2 separate regions of the Anas platyrhynchos genome follow, and region 2 is linked to region 1. Evidence: chromatin contacts called from public Hi-C data. All regions are on one chromosome and are shown on one strand. The core of a region is the stretch at or near the end of the contact, and the rest is flanking DNA. Distances in the headings are between cores, read along the strand shown.

Region 1 (7,093 bases), core at 1,704-4,203:
AAGCACAAACCAGAACATCCTGGAATCTCTCATTTAAGCCACATTTTCCATTTGCTGAGCCAGCTTGAGCTCAAATGGAGCTTTCTGCCAGCTTGCACCAACCAAGGGCTTGGCTCTCCCCTGTTCCCATCAAGGCGCAAACACAGCTGCAGCAGTGCTACAGCTTACAGAACAGGTATGAAGGAAGATAGTGAGGTAAACAAACTAAGGGAAATCCAGAAAGGATCATGGAGAAAACACAGAAGGCTGATTCAGTGACACAGAGGTGTTAAAACACAGGTAGTTCACAGGGCTTGACTCCAAGGCAATAAAAGCCACAAGCACTGGTCTTCCATTAGCAGCCATAAGGCAGCCATCAGGTTAATCACTGCCAGGGTGAGACAAGCCCTCTTTCAGCAGGGCCACAGCAACAGAAAGCACATTGTGCAGAAAAGCCACACACGGGAAAGGGTTATGAGTGCAACACTGACCAGGCTAAAAGGTTGGGAAAGCAGTGGTCAGGAGGAAATACCAGCACAGACGTTGTGTATGTGCATCGACAGCTCAGCGTATTGCTGTGCAGCCGCCTGTACTGAAAGAGGAGTGTTACAGTGCTGCAGAAGTATTTCAACACCATCATTAGGAGACTGCATTATCAGGCTATTTGGTTATGCTGTTTAGCAGATAATACTGAATAAAAGTGTTATACTAACAAAAAAAAATGATTGAGCTTATTCAAGTCCAAATTATATAATCCTTGCATTTAGAAGCAAGGATTTTGAAATCTAGTACACCATCAAAAAAATCTGTATTTAGGGCCAAAAATTACTCTTTCATTACAACTGAAATTTGGAATAGCACCCTCAGCCTTTCTTCCAGCTGTCCAGAGCAGTACTTTTATCTTGGTGTAGTGCAGCCTGCTAGGAGCCCAGGCACTGGAAGCTCCTGGAAGCAATGAACATCACCAGCGCTCAATTTGACTTATTTCCATGACAGAAGCTTTACACTGCTACTCTAATGTTGAAAAATTCATTGCATCCTGTCAGAAAGTAGTATTTATAGTTATTTTTCCTCTCTGTGAAGCCAGAGTACATTGGCATCATCCCTGTAGTACTGAAATACTTTCTCCTGCAGTTAAAGTCTGATCGGAGATTTCAACATCTCTGCTTTAGCTGTTTTGGAGCATTTCTGTGAATATAAACTTCAGATTGAGCAGTTTTCAGCAACAAATTCATCTTCAGGAAAACTTAGACTTGCATCTTTTAACAAAATTCCTTAAAATTTAACCAAAACCTTCAAGTTCGGAGGAGCCACGAGCATACAGCCCCTGCTAGTATCAGGTTTCTGTACTTTGATGTGTACTGATTTCACTATTAAACTCTGGCCCTCACGTGTGAAAAAGTTAACCCAAGCTAACAAAAATTCTGATTGACCTTCGTATATTGATAGACAGCAAGAAAAGTCTCTCAATGATTTCCTGGAAGAGCAAATGAAGCCTCCATTGCTCATAGCTGACCATCAGACAGCAGCTTGCAGCACAGACCGCTGCTGTCTCAGTGCAGTATTAGAAGGGTTAAGGAGCCATCTACTGGCAGCTCCAACAAACTGGAGAATGCAGCAAAGCTAATAACATTTCAATTACAAATTAATTATGTACAGTGCATTTAATTATCCATGGATTCAAACTGTCCATGGATAATTCAAATGAAGCACTTTCACGGGGATGTGCAGTCTGCTACTTATCTGCCAACAATGTAAATTAGATGCTGATAGATTCTGGGTGCCTGATCTGGCAATAGGAAGATGACTGAAAAGCAGCGTGCTGACTTCAGTTACATTAGCACCTACCAACGCCAGGAAAATAGATTCAGGCCACTTTATAGATTTAAGTCATTGCCTTAAAACAGAAAGCCCAGGAAAATACCTGTTTAAGGGCCAACCAGAACTGAGCTTCTTCATTGTATCTCCACATAATTGGTGGGGAAAAAAGGGGACAAAAAAGGACAACAAAAGGTGTGAAAATACTGAACGTTTTTCCTTAAGAGTTAAAATGAAACCGTAGGCTGATTAAAACCTTCAGGCTCCATTTTAGAGAGCTGCTAACCACTGAAGCCACCTCTGAGCCAAACAGGGAAGATCTGCATCTCCAGACTGCAGCAGCCCCACGGAAGAAATGACATGGTTCCCTTTGAAGTACCTGAGCAGAGATCAACCCCTGCCAAAAGCTCCAACAGCCTCAGTAGCCTCCCCCACCCCAATTCTCCACATCACATCACACTGCAGCATCAGACACACAGGTATGGAGGAAACACTGCAGAACAGCTACACTACTCCCCAGACTTCATACAGATGCAGCACCTCTCAGAGCAAAACACACAGTGCTTCTTAATGTTAACTTAAACGGAGCAGTAACCCATGTCAGTCTCTGAGACATCACCAGGGTCATAAACATGAGCAACAAGAGGAGAATGCATCACAGCAAGAGCAGATCCCATGGTGACAGAGCCTACCAGGGTGGTAGTGCATGCACATGCAGCTGGTAAACTTGACTAGACAGCATGCCACTAGCCCAAACCCCAGCCAGGGAAAAGTAGGTTTCAAGGGGAGCAGTCTCGCCTTACCTCAACTGACATCCTCCCCAGGCACACACAGACAACAAAAGCGAAAAATTTATTGTTATCTTATGCTTCAGAAGATAAAGGGAAGCATGAGAAACATCAGGAGAGCCCAGGTGATAGCCCATGCATTAGCAGTACTGAATTTCATAAGGAACTCTGAGTCAATTTCCACACATTAAAACAGATTTCAGAGTCAGTACGTGAAATGCAAATATTGTTCTTTAAGAAGGCACAAGTTTCTTTTAGCAACTAACCTACAGCTTACCTTTTTCTTCCCAGATTTTAATTATCCAAAGAACACCCATCACACCACCATTGCTACATGACCGCTGCAACATTACTCTTCTCTGCTTTCCTCCAGACGTATTTATAACCTGCCAGGTGCTGACTGAATTCACCTGCAAGTGCAAATCAGTGGGGCTGATTTGCATTTGCTGCAGGTGTCTGAGCCCTTAGACAACGGGATACTCAGCAGAAAAACCTGTGTCTAAGGCTGCTGCATGGTTCAATTCAATGAAAACCCTAAGCTTGCTCTCTCCACTGTACCTGTATGCAGGCTTAGGAATATAAAACAGACCTCTGAAAATAGATAAATAGAAGATAGATAAAAACATCTGACCTTAAAAGGGCAGTTAGTATTGCTGTACTATTTTAATCCATCATTTTATTCAAGCTTGCATACTCAATGCATTGCAGGACTGAGAAGTTACCCTTTACAGTTTTACACACAGATAAATGTTCACAGAACTGCCTAGGTGCACGTATCCATTTTTGCAGGATATTCATATTATTTTTCATGATATGATGCATTGTTTTCTTTAATCCCTGTTATTAATGCTAAATAGTCCCAGCTTTCTAACAGAAGAGAAAGCTTTATTTTCCTTGATGAAGCCATTCTGAACTCGGAGGTACCACTTGACATACTCTAGGGCTGACATGAGACATGTAGCTGCAAATAAAGTGCCACATGCCAAAGATGGCATTGTTTCCACCTCACCCCATCGGCAGCACAGCAGAGCAAGTAAATTTAACAGCTTTCATCTACTATTCTTTTCCCCTGTCTTCCATCCATTTTTACTGTACAGGCACACACGCACTCTTGGTGTTTTTGAAACGTGTCCATAAAAATGAACTGTGGGGCTTTGAGGGAAGACGTTCATGACTTAATTCCTCCTGCACTGTCTGTCAGTCAAACACTAGGCTTCTGATAAATACAACCTATGGATTTTGTATGCTTCCTTCCTGGAAACAGCAGCTTCAACTGGGGAAAAAAAAAAAAAAAAAAGGAAAGGAAAAAAAAAGAAAAAAAAAAAGGAGAGAAGAATGCTGCCTCGTTACCCATTGACTCCTCCAGCCATCACTTCTGTTGCTGAGCGAAGCAGCAGAGCTCAGAAGAGCCACTGGAAAGTGATTAAAATTTGGCAGTAGAATGTCTAAACCACTGGCGTTTCTATAGCAATAGGGAGAGTGCAAGATGTGAAAAAGCCTGTAGCATTGCTGCCATCCTGCTGTGAACCAGAGGTATAGTGCTCTCACTTTGGAGCTGGAAAGCCCAATTCTGCAGACCCCCCTTCAAATTTAACAGGCTCCATTTTAATTCCTTGGATAACTGCAAATTAAATGCTACGTTGTAAGCCAGAAGATTGCATACCAGCCTATTTTACCAAAAGATGAGCATTCAGTAGCCACGTCGTGCCTCTCTCCCCGTCTGTTTTGACCTCAGAAACCTGGGGAAGGATCCTATGGGCAACCAGTGTAAAGCTGCTGGTGGTCTGCTTGCCACTGACCTCCAAGTCCAGGTTTTAGCAGCTGAATTTGGGTTGGGAAATGCAGCACAAGCATAGCAGTCAGCATGATCTGATTTGGGTTGGGTTCTCCACGTTAGATTCCTAAACAGAGACCATTTGATTTGCCAGGTCTACTGAGCAGAGCCAGCACTATCCATGAGTGCTGAACGTTCCCAGAAAAAAAAGTAAACCAAGCTAATTTTAACTGCTGAAATATGGATTCAAAAGCATAATTACAGGCACCCGGGTATGAAATTGTAGCCATTTTAATCAACTTCTTGCGTCCTCTCTCCCATTTTCTCTTAGGTGGCTAAGCAGCTGCAGCCTTCAGTCGTGTGGATTGGAGAGACAGAAAAAACATTTTATAAATCAGTGCCGAAGGCTGAAGAACAGGTGAGTTGCTCCCTTTTTATTTCAGTGCAGATAATTTCTCCTGTTGCCTTACAGCAGACACAAAGGAACAGGTGTATTTCTTAGCTTAGCACATACCAATATGACCAGACCTGCCAAAGCTTGCTTGTTAATAGCTTGTCTCACTAACATTTTTTTTTTCTTTTAAGAGAGTCTTGTGACCTCTTGGGGGCTCTTAAGAAGTCACATTTCTCTCCTACACACCCGTACTTGCTTTATTTAAAAATAGTCCAGTCGCTGCTCATCAGTGCACTGAAAAGCAGAAGAGAATAATGGAGAATTTCAAAATATGAGGAGAGAAACTAAAAGTTAGGATGAGCTTAAATTGTTCAGCTCTATTAATTTGAGAAATTGGATGGAGCCAAAGTGAACAATAAAGGAACAAGGATAAATTTCCACTGTGAAAACAAAGAGCATATATTAAATAGTTATGTTTACAGATTATTTTCGTTGGACTCCCAGGAGTCCCATTTCCATTGCTTCCATTCCTTCCTGTCTTGTGTAGCTTCCCCACTAGAAAGAAAATTAAAACACTGCCCAATAGGCACGGCAACTCAGCAACCACAGCAGAGAGCAATTCCCCTGAAATCCTGATTAGGTTCATGCTGCTTGCAAAATATTTTGATTTTAGAGCTCCGTGTGAAAAATTAAACCTTATTTCCTAAGGCAAGTCCTGCGTGTCTAGGCTACGTGACGGACACACGCCTGGTGTTTTGGAAGACCTCATCACCTTGGATGAGGCTGTTAACTTCTGCGAGGGCTGCACGAGCTGATGGGTGTGCACTGATCGATGCCCTCTGGTGGTCCTTACACCAAAAGCAAACCTTTCTCTTCAGCTCAAATTTTCACAGCAGGTGCAGATGAGGATTCAAATTAAAACTAGGGACCAAAGATTGCCTGGCGCACTCATGATTTTTAACTGTTTTGAAAGCCTCCAGTGAGGAAAAATTTCTCCCCGTGCCCTCCTCAGAGTCAGGGGTATCACCCCTGTCCTTGCAATCCAATCACTGGATCTGCAGGTATTTAATGAAATGTCTCCTCTGCACTTGGTGCGAGTGGGGGGCTCCAGGCTTGGAATCACTCATGTCCCACTTAGCTCACAGCATAACCAATATTCAGAGCCAGGGAGCATGAAAGAGGAGGGACAGGCAGAGGCAACGGGCAGTGTGGGGAGCCTTGCCTAGGAGGACTCAGGAGAGGTGGGCTTTGGAGAAGACGAGCTAAATTCAGCCCTCAGAAGCTGGAGGGACTGGAAGTGACTTTACTAATCCCAGCATGACATTTCTGGTACCGTGACTGAGAACCTGGTAAAAAGACAACTCAAATTCTTCAAATGCCCACTCAAAAATAGTCTCTCTCCAGTCCTCTGTAAGGGATGCAAAGCAGTCAAATATCAAATATGTTATGGTAACCCAGTTGCCAAGGATGATGTGCAAGCAGTTCAGCCACTCATACTTACGCAAATAGGGGTCACCTTCACGATTCACCCCACTTTTCTCCAGCTCAGGTGCACATGATGGAGAGATCCTGGCTTGCCTGTTTGACAGCTTCTCTTGCTGCTGATATATTTCTTTCAAGGCGGAGGAGATATTATTAGCTTTCAGTACATATCCATTGAATGTGTGCACTGTGGACACACATCAGTTTCAAAGTGTAACAGGAGCTGCTGGCACACAACTGCCAGTCTATCTTAGTAGGCTTAACACGAGAGTGGAACTTTTCACTTGTGTCTGGAACTGGCACAGCCATTTAAAATTTTAAAATTAAGATGAGCACATCTAACAAACCATGAATTAGTGCTAACAAACCATGAATTAGTGCGAATCTGTGGATATTATGTCATCCAAAAACTTGATGTTTGAAATGTAAGGAATAAATTAGGACTTATTTTCACAAGTAAGGGGTGAAAAAGGAAGCAGACAATTTAAAAAAAAAAAAAAAAAAAAAACAACTCTGCATTTTCTAATAGAGTCTATTTTCCCAGCAGAAGACATCTTATTAACATTAGGAAGGTTTGTCTGAAATTGAGGAAAGATTTCTCAGGTACCTGCTTACTATATAGTAAAAATCACAAGGTGACCCAGTGAAAGGTTTTCAAGTGAGTGTGACTGACTTGGATGTTAAGTCTCAAACATTTCTGGAGAGGCCTCTAAGTCATTAGACTTTTCTGAATATAATATACCACCCTAACCCATTTATTCAGTTATGCCTTTGTTAACTGTAGAGCGACATCACAGCAATTTGAAGAAGCTTCTCCAACCAATACTCACTTGAGCATTACCAAATGTAACTATCCAA
Region 2 (7,279 bases), core at 1,749-4,248, 250 kb before region 1:
CCAGCTACTCACAGAACATTGCTGTTCAAACACAGCAAGTTTCAGAGAAAGCCCAGATAAGATTTGGTTCAGCCAACTGCTGACTGAACTGATATAATTATTTTTTTTCCAAGAAAAAAAATCTTTCAGAACCATGTGACAGGTCCCATCTTGACCCTGAGACTTCTTAATTCAGGACTACAGAGCACTTGTTTCTTGTAAAATATACGACCCCAATTGTTTCCTTGAGAAAACATCTCAAACTGAAACAAGGTTTGGAGGCATTCCTAGTATATTTAGCTAAATGCTCAACATATGTCTTTGATCCACATGCAATGCAAACTAAAGTGCCTTCAGAAAGTTAAATCTGATGGTGCAATTTATCTGAAGTTGCATTTCACTGCACAAGGTATTTTACACCTTCAGGTGGAATGTGGCCCCACCTCAGAATCAGGTATTCAGAACACAGCTGTTGCGTTCCTCCAGCTGACTACCCCTTACCACAAGGCTTTCAAAGAAGAACTCCAGGTTTACAGAATCCTGCATCACAGGTTACTTTGTAAGGAAGAGAGAATAGTCAGATCTGCAACTAGAAGACTTTAGGAAGACCAGTATGCCATCTGCTGGACATGCAGCTCACAGCAGAGAACAGCCCAAAGCTACTCACCAAATAGAATCCTTGGAGGGGAAAAAAATCATCATGTGCAAGCTTACACAAAACTGTTTTAGTATCAGCTGGCATTTTATGAAGTACTTACAGATTTAATAGCAGGAGGAATTCTTTTCCAAAGATATCGTGCATTATTCCTAGAAAAAGGAAGTTAAAAAAATGCTTCTCAGTGACCAAATGTTTGCTACAAGGGGACACCAAAGATTGGTTCAGATGTTAAAATTAACACAAGCATGGCACAATCTTGGTGCTTTCAAATAATTCCTTTTATGTTTGATGAAGTAGAAAAAAGTTATTTTCAAGAAGACATGACAGTCACAACAAAGTAGTTCATTAACTGACTCATTGAATAAAAGCTGAGAAGAGGTTTTCCACATTTCTACCACAAGGAGAACTTCACAAAAGTTAGGTTTGCACTGTTTTTGGAACAGTTGGAAATTGAACAAACACATGCACAACTAACTTTTTACAGTCAGTTGTCATTTAGACTGGTGGTCTCCAAACTTGGATCATGCACTTATCAGTAAAACCTTTCTAAGCACCACCACCACCAATACACGTGTATTTAGAAATTATACAGATGTAATTTTGTACTGATATAAAACACAGAAATAGAACCTTAAAATGATGAGCCAAAAATGCAATTCCAGCTTAACATTATTTGTTAGTAGTACAAGAAAGTGTTCGTAGTGTGCCTGCACCCTGCTTTGGGGATCAAAGATTTAGAGTGCTTGCTCTTCTCAACTCAGCTTTCTCACATGCATTTAATTGAAATATCTAGTCATCGATCTTTAGAGCACAGCTGAGGAAATCTAGAATGGAACTGATTAGAAATGCTCCAAAAGATTTAAAACACAAAACAGAAAATAAGATTCACTGCATCTTATTAAAGCACAGTTCTACAACACCAAGTCAGAATTAACTAAAGCTAATATTCAACATCAGCACAGAATGGAATTTTGCCCCAAAATAACATACAGCTACAATGCAAGAAAACACTCAAATCATGGAATCACCACCCTGACATTAGCTTTGGCTTTGTCATCGAATGCAGCAGTGTTTTTACTCTGCCAGAACAAGTAACCAGCAGCACATCAATAAAACTAAATGCAAAGAATCAAGTTCATACAGGGATGCAGTAACAGCCCACCAGACTAAATTTAAAAGATTATTCAGATGGACCCAGATGCAGATTTAACTTCTTTAAACCATCAGTGTCCCTCATTTTTAGTTTAAAGCTGTCTATCACGCTGTAGACACAAGCAGCAGCCTGCAATCTTATTCAAAGTGAGTAAAGCTTGGAAAAGCCACAAATCAAACACCGAAGTGTTCAACGCTTTCCAGTTGAGCCCATTTCACCACTTAAACAACTGAAATCTGCCCCTTCGGTTACGGAAGGTGGACAAGAGCCAAGAGAGGAAAATATTCCAACAGAGTAAGGGGCTGTGAGGCTGAAGTCTGGACTTTAATTTACTTCAAGAACACAGCATTACCTACATGCATTTTGTTAATCCCACAACAAACCATTAGCATTCTGGCAGCTACAGGTCAACCCTGATCAGCCTAACAGTAACAAATCCGCTACCTGAAATTGAAGATTAATACAAGCCACTTACATGTCATTATGCAACAGGTATAAAGCCAGAAGCTGGCCATAAACAAGAGGCGTAGCAATTCCTCCAGGGGCCTAAAAAACAGGCACAAGGAATTTAGTTAGATTTTTTAAAAGCAGGACATCTTACCAACTAAGCAAGCAGCTAAGTTCAGTAAAACCAAGCACTCCTAGGCAGTTGCTGATTTCACATCAGGTAACAGCTGTGGACAAGTTGCTGCAGTACTTTGTAAATAGTTGTATCTTTCTATGCAGAGTAACTTGTGCACTCCTGAAGTTTTAGTTAGAGAATTTAGCTTTGTTTTGCTGCATCGACAAGGAAGTGCCATTTCACCACGCTATGTTCTAGCTCTTGCTCAGGGAAGTGGTAACCATCTTCATATCTCCTCACAAACTGTTCTAGGCACTCGTGATTTGATTTACCTTGATCTGAACTTCAGTTCCCCCCCCCCCCCCAAAAATCCCCCTCACAGCCCCACCCCCGGGCACGCCACAGGCCCGCAGCGGAGCGGCCGCGGGCTGAGAGCAGCGGTGAGCCCACAGAGGGGGACACCCCGCGTCCCCACCTCGAGCTCCTGCGTCTCGCACTGCTCCAGCAGCTTCCTGAAGCTGAAGGCGCCCTCCGCCATCACCGCCACCGGCATCTTCCCCCCGCCGCCTCCTCCTCCTCCTCCTCACAGCAGGCGGCGGCCCCGGCTGCCCTCACTTCCGGCGCACACCCACCGTACTTCCGCCCGCAGCGCCAAGCGGGCCGCTCTGCCCCGCAGCTCTTATGCTCTGGAGGACTGCGGGGAGGGCGGGGCCAGCGCCGGGGGCGGGGCCAGAGGGGCGTGGGTGTGAATATTAAAGAATTTATGTGTAAAGAGTGCGTCCCTGTGTGTATGTGGGTACATATAGCTATGTACAAGGGTATATCCGTGTATATATATGCATATATCCCTGTATTTATACATATATGTATGGATATGGGGTATATCTATGTATGTACGCAGATATAACCATATATATGTATGCATATGGAGTACATCCATGTATATATATGGATATATATATATGTATATGGGGTATATCCATGCATATATACAGATATATCTGTGTATGTATATATATACGTATGTATATGGGGTATATCCATGTATGTATATGGATATTTATGTAGGTATATGGAGTATATCCATGTATCTGTATACGTATGTATATGGGGTATGTCCATCTATATATGCATATTTATATATATTTGGATATCATCCATGTATATATATGGATATAGCCACATATGTACTCCATTTACATATGTCCATATATATACTGCATATACATAACCATGTATACCTCCCTATATTTCTCCATATATACCTCCACATATATATCCCCATATATATACCTCCGTACCTCCATATATATATATATCTCCCCATATATATACCTCCATATATATATATATATCCCCATATATATATCCCTATATATATATATATCCCCATACTTCCATATATAAATGTTCCCATACCTCCATATATACATATACCCTCATATATATATCCCCATACACACATGTTTAGAGGATATATGTGTCCATTTACATAACCATACATACATATGGCTACACCTATCCTATAAATCAGCATTTGCACCAAAAACAGGCTCCCTGGTGATGGTCTCGGCGCTTTTGGGTTGGAGAAGGGAAGAACCAGGGCACAGCTGCTCCCACTGCCAGCCGCCCCTGTCCCCAGGGCCCTTTGCTGTGCTGGGCCCTGTGCTGCTCTCACCTGCTGCTCACGCTCCCAATTCTCTCAATTTTTGGAGTGGGGGGCAGCAGTGGGACATCCCCCATGACAGGACAGAGTCATAATGCTGTCCGTGGAGGCAAGCACCCCAAGATGTGTTTAGTCCCTTGCCCACAGGCAATCCCTCCCTCCTTGACCTGGAATGGGAGCCGATGGGGACAGAGGGTTTCCATGGTTAATTAGCCATCCTTAATGAGCCCTCAGGGCCACACGTTGATTCACAGCGAGCAAGCACACACATGGGCAGGGGCCTGGGGGGTCTTGGGCACCCCTACAAACCCCACAGCCTTCGCTTGAGCCCTCCAGGCCCTGAAACCCAGCTTTGCCTTCAAAGGCCTCCCCCGGTGGCACTCACAGGCCTGGGCAAAGCCATGGCTCTGTGGCATGCTCCTCCTCTCACCTGGGCGATCAATTGCTCCAGAGATTGGGAAAAAATGATCAAAATCGGGCTGGTTTGTGAGCGCTTCCCACGAGAGGGCACTGGCTGCAAGGGAAATGCAGAAAAGTCCGAAGAAATAGGACGGAGGTTTTGCCGCGGTGCTCTGCTTCTCCCCAGTGCAGCTCCCGGCCACCTCCGAATGTCGCGCTCTCCTTTCATGCCAGAAACTCTTTCTATTTTGGGGCAGCCAGGCCATTTTTGTTTATTTTTTTCAGTCTTTCATTAAGCTTTTGGGACAAGGGAGGAAGCGGTGCTTTCCAGTGCTGTTAGCTGAGCCTCCCAAAGCCACCAGGACCACTGATACAAGCAATGTCTCTGTGTGGAAGTAGCCAGAAATACTGTTTCTCCATATTTATTTATTTATTTATTCTTTTTTTTCCCCCCATCCCTCTTCTCCTGCCTCTCATCTCCCCCTTCACCACACCTCCTGCCCCGGGGACATCCCCCTGCAAGCCCGTGATGCACCAAAACCATGGCCAGGAGGTGAACTCCTTGGACGATTTCTGCCCCTCAAAAAGCCAAAATCTCTTTTACTGGAGGCCTGATGACTGCTTCCCAAGAGGTTTTCTTCCCCTGGGGCCAAGCTTTTTCCCTGACTGTGTTAAATTGTCAGGGACAAGGCCAAGCATTGGGCGAGGAGACGTCTCCTGCTCACACAGTGCAGTTCCAAGCCAGGGATGTCCAAAGAGCTCAAATTATTTGCTTTCGGGAGGGGACGAAGCTGGTTAATACAGAAAAATGTCCCCAGACACCCAGTGCAAGGAGAGGTAGCACAGCCATATGTGGAGGGTTATCACGCATGGGTCAGTTTTCATTAGGAGGTAGCTTCATTAAGGCAAATTTGACCATTTTGGTTGCAGGACAAAATTTTCAAAAGCTGCATAAGGATGTGATAGCAGTATGGGGGAGGAAATATGTTAGAGGGGATTTTTTTTTTTTTTGCTTTTTTTTTTTTTGCATTTTTTACGCTCTCAGCATCACCAAAAGTGTCGATGTCTGAAAACTTCTCAATGAAATAATCTTGTCAGGAAAAATTAATTTTGATTTTTCCTTCAGCTCTGTTCAGACTAGCTTAGCGAATGGAGAATTTTACCCTGAAAAGGAACCATGAAATCAGCCCCAGGCTCAGCATGGTTTAATGATTAACACGTAAAAGAAGGCTGCATTGTAACCAAAACACAATAACAAAGTTCAGGGGATGGCTCCTTTCTGGACCCTTTATGGAGGACGGACTGAGAGCTTGGATCAGGCTTCGGGTTTGGGTTTTTCTTTCTCATTTTTCTCTTGCTGGTTTGTGGAGGGTTATGCTCCAGTCCATTGCAAGAGGCGTTTGCCAGGCCTCGGTCAGCGCATTGACCACCTCTCCCCAAGCCTTCAAGTCCCATCCTGCAGGATCCATCCACAAATTCCCCGCTCCTGAAGCGCACTCGTGTGCTTCCCAACCCCTCTGTCCCGTCCCATCCGCACCGATGGCTTTATGAGCACCATCCTGCACCTCCAGACAGTGACCGAGGTGGGTCAACCTGCCATCCCGGCCATCACGGGGTCATTTGTTCTATTTGGGAGCTTCTCTTCAATTTAAGCACCAAAATAAAAGCCCAGCCTGGGAACATAGACCAGCACGTAGGAGAATCTGTCCCGCAGCAAATCTGGCCAGGTTAAATTAATGGGAAATCTCCTTGTACTGAAAGGATCCTGGTTTTGCCTTTGGCCCGTGGGATTGAAAAGCACTTTAAGTCTTGGCTTCCAGCTGTTGCGGAAGTGTAAAGTATATTTAATGTGATTTTTATTCAGCTCCTTATGGCGGTGATGGCACGAACATCTCAGAAACTCATTTACGCCCCGTATGAATTTTAATGCAGCAGCCAAAATGGGTCCTAGTTCTGCAGGGCCGAGCCGTCCCAAGGAGCGGTTCTTTGTTCTCAGAGTCACACCAAGCCATTTCCAAGAAAGATTACCAGGGGTGTTGGGGCAGGGCTGTATTTCCCCAGCTGCTTTCGTGAGCTGACTGGGATCTGAAGGCACGCTCTGCAGTGATGATTACAAAAGGTTTCCCTTTCTCATCTCGTTCAAAAGCTTTTCAGGGGAACAAAAGAATCATTATGGGGAAAATAAGATTCAGCACACTGATACGGAACAATAGGAAAGTTAATTTAATGTGAAAGTTAAAGAAAACGGCGGTAAAGGGTCAAGTTTAACTTCTCCACACCCTTCCCCATCTCCTCAGTACCCTGATTTATATGAGCTGCGTCCGACCGGACTAAAGGCTGTACCTAAATACATTATTTCCTCCCATTACATCAAAGCCTGTTTTACACCAGCCCCTGCAATCAGAGTGGACAAACGCCTCGTTTTTACGAGCTGTGCGCAGCGGAAAGGAAGCGGCGAGCGGCTGGCGTGCCGGAGGAGCCCATTTCCTACGCCGAGCCCTTTTCCGAGTGCTCAACGTGAGGTCGCAGCCTGCGACCAGGTCCCCCCTTGTGATATTCACGAAGCACCAGCAGCCAACCCAAACAGCTCAGGGATGGTTTGGGAACACCCTGACATGGGGACGCCCTGTGTGCTTGCTCCAGTGTTGGGGCATTTGGAGCATCCCACAAAGAGCAGCGGGCTGGGGGCATCACTAAGAAAGTCCAAGTTATTTTTCCAATCTATTAATTCTCCCCTCCATATTTTTTTTTTATTTATTTTTGTTTGTTTGTTTTTATAGGGCATCATTTTCAACTCCAATAAACCAAGAGCTCTCTAGGGGATTGGTATTTTCCCTGCTTCATCCCTGTTCTTTCAACTCC

Evidence for each region. A called contact is a pair of places that touch in the nucleus more often than the background predicts.
Region 2: a Hi-C map of F1 follicle shows a contact between it and region 1, with 4 times the contacts expected there. The contact joins the promoter of COPS8 here to the promoter of ACKR3 in region 1. A contact is called at or near these places in 4 of 8 Hi-C or Micro-C datasets (F1 follicle, liver, skeletal muscle and 1 more).

What each region holds. Positions count from the first base shown.
Region 1 is chr7:30,575,009-30,582,101 of IASCAAS_PekinDuck_T2T, reverse strand. ACKR3 (atypical chemokine receptor 3) reads right to left here and starts at 2,953. Exons shown (of 13, transcript XR_011810753.1): 1 at 2,863-2,953. IQCA1 (IQ motif containing with AAA domain 1) reads left to right here. Exons shown (of 19, transcript XM_027461157.3): 16 at 4,691-4,777.
Region 2 is chr7:30,827,708-30,834,986 of IASCAAS_PekinDuck_T2T, reverse strand. COPS8 (COP9 signalosome subunit 8) reads right to left here and starts at 2,998. Exons shown (of 8, transcript XM_027461488.3): 1 at 2,828-2,998; 2 at 2,266-2,336; 3 at 738-786. The coding sequence starts at 2,905. LOC110353914 (a long non-coding RNA gene) reads right to left here. Exons shown (of 3, transcript XR_011810767.1): 3 at 5,559-7,279.